Regions from separate parts of the Mus musculus genome. Here regions 1 and 2 are each linked to region 3. Evidence: chromatin contacts called from public promoter capture Hi-C data. All regions are on one chromosome and are shown on one strand. Each heading gives the region's core, a stretch centred on a gene start, on an enhancer-like site or on the middle of the called end of the contact. The rest is flanking DNA. Distances are from core to core; before and after follow the strand shown. Region 1 holds the start of Huwe1 (HECT, UBA and WWE domain containing 1). Region 2 holds the start of Eif1ax (eukaryotic translation initiation factor 1A, X-linked). Region 3 holds the start of Prdx4 (peroxiredoxin 4).

What was found. Promoter capture Hi-C pulls out the DNA fragments that hold promoters and counts their contacts.
Region 1: a promoter capture Hi-C map of erythroid cells shows a contact between it and region 3, with 2.8 times the contacts expected there. The contact joins the promoter of Huwe1 here to the promoter of Prdx4 in region 3. A contact is called at or near these places in 2 of 39 promoter capture datasets (cranial neural crest and erythroid cells).
Region 2: a contact with region 3 is called in a promoter capture Hi-C map of pre-B cells. The contact joins the promoter of Eif1ax here to the promoter of Prdx4 in region 3. A contact is called at or near these places in 2 of 39 promoter capture datasets (erythroid cells and pre-B cells).

What each region holds. Positions count from the first base shown.
Region 1 is chrX:151,801,847-151,804,813 of GRCm38.p6, reverse strand. It overlaps Huwe1 (HECT, UBA and WWE domain containing 1), which reads right to left and starts at 1,532. Exons shown (of 83, transcript NM_021523.4): 1 at 1,245-1,532.
Region 2 is chrX:159,370,920-159,373,809 of GRCm38.p6, reverse strand. Eif1ax (eukaryotic translation initiation factor 1A, X-linked) reads right to left here and starts at 1,632. Exons shown (of 7, transcript NM_025437.5): 1 at 1,395-1,632. The coding sequence starts at 1,410.
Region 3 is chrX:155,337,113-155,339,812 of GRCm38.p6, reverse strand. Prdx4 (peroxiredoxin 4) reads left to right here and starts at 1,353. Exons shown (of 7, transcript NM_016764.5): 1 at 1,353-1,700. The coding sequence starts at 1,451.

The DNA.
Region 1 (2,967 bases), core at 283-2,782, 3.5 Mb after region 3:
GGGGTCGACACCTTGCTAGGGGATTCAGCTCCTGGGGGTGGGAGGAAGAGCAGTTAAGAGAGAAATATAAGGATTAAGAAGTGAGACTTAGTTCTTAAATGTTGGTTAGCTGTAACAAAACAAAAAGATATACAGACCAGCAGACTACAGAAACATAGGCGGGAAAGGGGGCGGGTCCCAGAGCTTGTAGCGTGGAAGGGGTTGGAAAGGCAAAGTTTCACCTAGTGGGGGCACGAAGGAGACCACTAAGACTGCAATTATCCGACCACTGACCCGTTTATTGTTCTGCCCAAGTATGGTCTCAAAACATTCAAAGTTGAAGAAATCAGTACGCTGTCCCCGCGTCAGGGATAAACAAGCAAGAGGACCTAGGAAAATGGAAGGTTACTGCTGATCCATCCACAAAGATGGAGTAAATGCAGGGAATAAGATAAGCTCTTTTAACATCTGCGCCAAAAGCACCACGGAAGGACATGGGACAGGGTAGATGATTCAGGCTAGGCTCTAAATTAGGACTACAGAGGAGGAGTGATAGGATTTTTTTTAACTTCTCCCCTTAATAATGCATCCCGATATTCACGTAGCTGAGCGATTTGACAGGGAGACAGAATTTGGGAAAGGGAAGGTACTCTAATGACTCTACAGATTGACCTCTCAAACCTTAGCCCGAAAGCCGCGGGAGCAGGGAAGCAGAGCCCACCTCGGATCAAGAAAAACTAGGGGTTTCATATGGGTCGCTGCAAGGGCTGAGAAGCAGCAAGCGCGCAATAATTATGAGAACAATCTTAGGTGCGTCCCTCTCTCCCACTTTTTAATCTAATCCCCAGCCCACTACCCAATGAACTATGGACTCCCTCCCGCACTTCCCAACCCGCCCACTGCGACGACGAAAACAGAGGCGAAGAGCGATTGGTGGGGCAAAGGCAGGCCCACACGAGGCAGAGGCCGGGGGAAATGGTGTCGCTTTAACCGGTAAGAAACAGGATGGTCTTCAGCTCAGGAAGGATTTACCGGCACCACGACGTTTCGCCATTCGTCATCTCCTTAACGTCTGGTACCTGAGAAGCGTCACAAACGCGGATAGCTAACCCCTTGGTACCGTGTAAGAGCAAGACAGGCAGCCGCCGCCGCCGCCATCTTAACAGGCGGCCCGACCCTAGTCACTGCCCCCCCACCCCCAAGGTATCTCCGCCACCGCCGGCGAATCCCCACGAGGACGTAACCCTGCTCCCGCGAGAACTCACCGGCTAAGAACGGCAGCACCAGAAGACGCTGCTCGCGCCTCCGCAGCTCCTGCACTCAGTAGCCAACCTCGGCCGCCGCCTTCGCGTGATCCCAGGAGAACCTCCACCGGACCAGGAAAAACTGAGCCCAGCCCGTCCCAACCCTCGCTTGCCACCAAACCCCAAATCGCCACCGCTCCGCTCTCACCCCACGCGAAGCGAAAAGCAAATGACGCACAACCTCACGGAGCACTACGGGGCGGAGCCAGCATGCCGCCGCCGGCTCCCGCATGCGCCGTAGGAACTATCGCGATATTACGTTCAGCCTCGCCGAGACCTTCGTAATTCACCGCAGGAGACCGCCCGCGCCTCGCCTTTAGGAAACATGAGATCTCGCGAGACCAGGTGCACGCTCCTAAAAAGGAGAAAGGCGGAGCTTCGTGAAAATGACTGGGAGTTTTTTCGGGGAAAGGGAGGAAGCTCTCGTCCTTTAGGGATCTCGCTTACCACGAGGTTTCCGACCCACTGCGGAGCTTGCTACCAAACCTCGCGATGACACAGCTCAGCGCCAAATCTCGGCCATGTCTTGAAAACTACCTCCGCCCCCGATTTAGGTGTCTGGAGCCTGCCTAGTGCTTAAAAAGTCAACCTGTTTATTCTCACGCTTCCAGCAGGGCTGTACCAATTAGCCAAACTCCATTCCGAAAGCGAAAAGAATGGGTTCCCATTGTTACCTGCCTCGAGGAATAACGTGCTAGTCTTAACTAACGCATAAAAGATGTTCAATTTACAATAAACACACAAATGCAAATGGAAACAATGACACACCAGTTTTTGTGCTCAAAACATGGGGGGAAAAATCTAAAGACCTCTAATATCCATACTTCTTCCTTCGCCGCACTGCAGGCTAACCTGAATCCATCTTTTCACTAAAAGCTCATATCATTAGTTCTACCTCCGGAGTCACCAGTTTTAAATATTGAGGCTTTCCTTACCTTATAACAAAAAAGACCCAATAAAGTGGTTTTCTCCAAACAAAGGCGTCTGCCCTCAAAAGCAAATTCAAGCTTGGGGTGGGGAGAAAGGCGCTTGGAGATTTTAATATGGCAGTTTTTGCATGTCTAACCAACAATGTTTCTCCAATAAATCGGGATCCAGTCTGGCCCGTTTGTGAGCTTTTCCATTCTAATCCATTGTTCTGTCTATTCTAATTTAAACATGCTTCCTTCAGAGTACAGTTTAATTGTACAAGCACCCCCATCTTTAAAAACATTTTCTTGGTTATTCTTAGCCATCCCCCCCTCATAAACTTTAGAATCGTCAAGTTCCAAAAACTTAGTATATTTATTGGAATTGCATCAACTGCTTGAATCAATATAGAAAAATGAATATCGTTACAGAATAGAGGCTTCCTATGCAGAAGCCTGATATTCCTTCTCCATTTATGCAAACGTTCTTCCATTGTATTCCTGAAAGTTTTATAGTTTACTTCCAGATATTTTTATTTTTCTTGAAATTTAGAGTGGGGGGGTTGGTATTAAAATTTCAAAATGTTTATTGCTTATATACAAGACTGTTCATATTTAACTACTGACTTTTGTAATTAGAAAAATGAAAATATGCTCAAACAGCAGTAAAATGAAAGCAACGACATGTGATTTTTTACTGTATAACTGAAAAGATATAAAGATAAGTAACAATTCATGTTGGCATAGCTATGGAAAAATAGGCAATATCGTACTAC
Region 2 (2,890 bases), core at 383-2,882, 4.0 Mb before region 3:
AAGAGTAATTAAGTTGACTTCTTGGAACCAACTTTCAAGCAGAAGAGAATACTAGTGGGTGGACATGGGACAAGGTCCCAAGGATGAATGAGCAAAGACTTTTATGGTTTTTTTTTAAATGTGTGCGTGATTGTGGAGGGGTGGGGGAGGCAGAAGAGGGCATTGGATCCCCTGGGGCTGGAGTTACAGGCAGTCATGAGCAGCCCTATGTGGGTGTGAGAACCTAACTTTGGTTCTCTTAACCAGGAAGGCGTTCATCTCTTCTGCCCAAAGGCTTTATTTTTATTTTTTTTCTAAAAAGGGAGCTTCTCTGTGTAGCCCTGGCACTCACTCTGTAGACCAGGCTGATTGACCTCAGCAATCCACCTGCCTCTGCCTTCCTAGTGCTGGGAGTAAAGGTGTGCGCCCCTCCCCCCACCCAAGTTCATCCTGTGTAATGTGTTCCTCTCCTGTGGGAAATAAAAGCTTTCCACTACTTTGTACTTTATATTTTTGAGAAATTACGAGGACAACGAATATAGCAAGCCTGTAATGCCAGCTACTCGGGAAGCTGAGGCGAGCGAATCCCAAGTTCAATGTTAGTTTAGGGTTCCGGGGCAGCCTGGAGACAGACAGAGCAAAGCAAAGCGGTAGAGTGCTGGTAAAGATAGATTTGATCCCATAAAAAAAAAAACACCACAAAATACTGTAAATATATAAAAATGAGAATGATCTTAGGAACGCTGCACTTCTGCTTAGAATTTGTAATCATTTTTTTATTTATCAAAATATATACACGATCAGAAGCAAACGTGGAAAAGTTGGCTCAATGTGGGTCAAGGGCTCTGTGGAAAAAGTTAAGCCCCGGTAAAACTATGGAGCAAAGTGATTCTCTAGGGATGAAATTTGCGAATGCATCAAAGTACTGGCCACTGGCTACACGGGTGCGGCCTCACCAGTACCAACTAAGTGTCCATAAAAAATCCTAGGGAGGAGGTGCCAGATGGGCACGAAAGCAAGCGAGGCATCACCCTTTTTCAAAGTTCAGATTGGCTCCCAGGGCTTAACTCCCCAGGTGTTGGGAGCCCAAGAAGTCCGAGGCAGGTGTTCCCATGAGTCCCCCGGGCGCCGCGGTCAATGTGGCGCGAATCGGGGGCACGAGCCCATATTCTCACACAGGAGGCCCTACAAAAAAAAATGGCGTCGGCTCCACCCCAATGTGGCCAAACTGGGAGCCAGGAGTAACTTCCCTGCGCTTCTGCCCAGCTCCAAGTAGGACGCAGAGAATGCAGCCCGAGGAGAGGCAAGAAAAGATGGCAGGAAGGTCACTGAGGCCTGGGCTGACCTCGAGGCCGAGAGCAGCGCCAGGGAGCCGGCGGGGAGCAGAGCCCCGGTCCCGGCGGCGGCGTCCTTACCTTTATTCTTGGGCATGGCCGCAAAGACTGGCTGGCAGCGTGTGGGACCGCACTCAGGCTGGCGGCAGGAACTGCGGTGACTCCGACGGGCAACGCCGAGAAGTGCGCGCCACGAAGACCGTGCGGGAGGTCGGGAAGCGTGCTCAGGAGAGGCTGGTCACCCGTGCTTGCGAGAGCCTCCCGTGCCCACGCTCGGCAGTGGCAAATGGCGTCGCGGCAGCGGGCGGGGCTTCTCCCCGCCCTCCTCCTCCTCCCCGCCCTCCTCCCCCCCCCCGCCCGCCCGCCCGCCCGCCCGCCCGCCCGCGGAGCCCAGCCTCCCGCGACTCTAAGGCGCAGGCGTGGCCAAGGGGCAGTCCTAGGGTGGGAGCCTAGGGAGAAGCCTGCCAGGGAGGCGTTCACTGCTGCCAGTGGGCACGCAGTAGGTGGAGTGGGGCCTCCGGCGTCCGGAAGGGGGCGGGAGGGGCCCGGGCGGGAGGGGCCCGGGCCCTGCGTCACAGTGGAGGCTTGGAGGAGAGGAGGGGAAATTGAGGTGGTGCAGGCTGCTGGCTTGGGCATCATCTCGGCTTCCTAGCCAAGTGAGCCCCAGGCTTGACAAGGTGCTGACTCACTAACCTCAGAGTTGAGTTTTAATGGGGCCCTTTCACCAGCCCAACCAAGCTGGAAATCTAAGGGGGAAGGAGAGAAGGCACTTCTGCCATCCTCTTCCAAACTTTAATAGAATATTTGCATGATACTTAAAAATAAATCTTGTCCCTAACTCACTGTAGCTAAGTCTGTTTATAATGCTCAACAGAATGCCTGCACATGGTAGGTTGCTCAGCAGACATAGGATAAAAGGAATGGAAGAAAGTCGATGTTAGGGTCCAAATCTCCCAATATTCATGCTGAAGTTCTAACCTGTATGTATATTACTCTGTTTGGATATAAGATCATTAAAGAGCCTATATTGAAATGAGATCCTTAAGACTTGATGCCAAGACTTGACGTTAGCATGGTAACATAGGCCTTTAATCCCAGTACTGTGGAGGCAGAGGAAAGTAAACTATGAGTTACAGGCCAGCCAAGGCTACAGAGTGAGACCCTAACTCAAAACCAAAACCAAAACAAAAGCAATTAGTACCTAGGCATAATGAGGCATAAAAAAGAACAACCAGTTCCTGAGCCCGTAATCATCTGCAAGCCATGAAGACCTCAGAAGAAGCCAGATTTGTCTCTACCTTGACTTTAGACTTGGAATCTTCAAAACTGAGCAAAATAGTAGGTGGGCCTGGTACTCATGCCTATAATCCTAGCACCTGTGAAACTGAGGCAAGAGGATTCCTGCAAATCTATGGGAAAGCTGGGCTACATAGTGAGTTCCAGGCTAGCCTGGGCTACATAGTAAGACCCTGACTACAAAACACACAACACAGTCAAGAGAACGTACATTTTTGATGTTTAAACAACTCGCTCTCCCATTCTTTATTCTGGTGGTTCCAGCAAAGGAATACTGCATA
Region 3 (2,700 bases), core at 104-2,603:
AAGAGCACTGGACGCTCTTCCAGAGGACAAAGGTTTGATTTCCAGCACCCTCGTGGCAGCTCTCAATTGTCTGTAACTTCTGTTCCAGGGGATCTTTCAATGTCCTCCCCTGGCTTTTATGAATAGCAGGCACACAAGCAGTGAACAGACATATAGACAAAAAAAATTTAAATAGTAATTTTTCAAAACAGGATGAACAGGGTGTAAATCAGTTATGGTTTGGAGTTCATGAAGGCAGCACTAGGGCTGAGGGAGCAGACAGGTGACGTCACAATTCAGTCTGACAAGCTAAAGTGGGACTGAGCCCCTAGGCGCTGGGGCAATAACTCAAGGGCGGCTGGGCATGCCCTAGTGTATCATAGGTAGGAGAGGCAAGGCAGCAGAGGAAGAGGGCTCGATGGGTAATGGGTAGTTATGCTGTGCTATGAGGGGTGACTACGAACTTTACAGCTCTTGACTGGAAAAGCAAATCTTTGAAGCAAAATTAATTCCCCCAAACTTCTTTTTGCCTGTTGGAGGAAAATAAATGGTTAGCTATTTGCTCTCAAGTTTTTCTGGGACTGAAAAGAGCTGAAAAGATGAGTCCTGGCACTGTACAGGCAAATCACTCCGGAGGTTCAGGGGACACATACATGTCTGTTAAGTTCAGCAATTTTGTAGTGTCCATGGCCTAACCCACCCACCCCCTGCCCCCAGCCTCCTAAACCTAGAGTAATCAACAGGCCAAATATAGTCAACCAGTATATTTCAAAATAACTGTTTTGGGTGTTTCCCCATAAAAAGGTAAATGAGTTGGTGACTACATTCCATGTTATATTCATTCAGATGGTGCCCTGTAAGTGCATACAAGTATGATCTGTCAAAAACAAAAACAAAATGAGATGCATGAAAGTGACCTTAATTAGAAGTATAAATTGTGGTGGCACACGCCTTTAATCCCCAGCACTCAGGGAGGCAGGGATAAGTAGATCTCTGCTTGGTCTACAGAGCAAGTTCCAGGGCAGCCAGGGCTACACAGAGAAACCCTGTCTCAAAATAACCACGAAAAGTCTACATTTTAAGTCCTTCACAGGCACATAGGTTAGTGTGAACTTGTGAGGGGATGATGTGAGGGGTAGGGAAGCTCTGTTACAGAGATGGACTTGGAAGTACACCTTCAAGGACAGGGACAGTCAGTGCTCTGGAGATCAGTCACTAGGCACCCGTGCAAACTTCTTTTGTTAAATTGGGAAAACACTTCAGCTTGGCTCTCCTTTTGACGCAGGCGCAGAAGCCCACTGGGGGGGGCGGAGCTTGCGCCCACGTGGCGGAGGGGCGGAGTGGGGCGGAGCAAGTCTCGCGAGGCCGCGCCCTTGGTCGCGCGGTCTCCAGCGCGCCGTTTTAGCTGGCTGCCTGGCGGCAGGGGACTCTGTGCTTTAGCAGAGGGACGTGTTTTCGCGCTTGCTTGGTCATGGAGGCGCGGTCCAAGCTGCTGGACGGGACCACGGCGTCCCGTCGCTGGACCCGAAAGCTGGTGTTGCTCCTGCCGCCGCTGCTGCTGTTCCTGTTGCGGACCGAATCTCTGCAAGGCTTGGAGAGTGATGAACGGTTCCGGACCCGCGAAAATGAGTGCCACTTCTACGCTGGTGGACAAGTGTACCCCGGGGAGGCGTCCCGGGTTTCAGTCGCGGATCACTCCCTGCATCTAAGCAAAGCCAAGAGTAGGTGGTGCCTTGCGAGTTTGGGTGGAGGAGGTAGAACTCGAGGAATCTTAGACCCTAATTGTGGATGCTACAAAAGGGTGGGGCTGGAGTTGGGCCGCACCCCCCCCCCAAGGCTGCCTGGGAGTTCTCGGTCCACCCCATGCCTTTGTGGGTGTGAGGTTGGAGGTGGGTTCCTGGTGTGAAGAAAGAAATGGGTTTCTCTGAACAGATTTCGGGAGAGGTAGCGGTTACCCCCAAAGCCGCAGATGGGGGTGTTTCTAGACCCGGGCTTACAGTCGTGGAGGATGTTGTGCAAACTAAAATACTTCCTTACATATTCGAAAGTGCCTGCAGCCGTCCTATCTCTTTTTTCCAGGGAAGAAAGTACATTGATAAGTTGAATAATGATTCACAGAAAGTTTGGTTAAACAGAAAAGTGGTTAAACAAAATGGTCAGGAGGTCAAACTTTTTTTCTCTTAGCTTATAAAGATTGTTATTGAGAGTCATCTCCCCAAACTTTGTAGAGTTAATAGATGTTTATTTAAAAAAAAAAAAACAAGTCTTATGGAGTATTTTGGAGGGAAACTGGGGAAGAGGCGGAAGAGGCACAGTTGGGTTGGTGGTAAATCTTGTGTACTGCCAATTGGGCTTTTCATTATTTGTCTTTCTGTCTAGTGTTTGAAGCTAGTGGCCACTCTCAGAAAAAGACACGTCAGACTAAGAAGATAGTGAGAAAATTGAGGCCTGCTGCATCTGGATATTAAGATTGCCAAAAAAGTGATCAGGGGACACAGACACAGACCATATATTATTTGCTTTTCCCTAACCCACTTTTCCTAGGGATTATTTGGCATTCTGTGAGTGTGTGTTTGAGTTTTGGTGGTTGTGGCACATTCTGTGCTAGTATTCAGTGAAACAATAGTTATACTTAACATTTTGGGGTCAATTTTTTGGACATGGGGACTGGACAGATCTGACAAAATGGCTTCAAATTCTGTAGTCCTCCTCCTTCAGCTT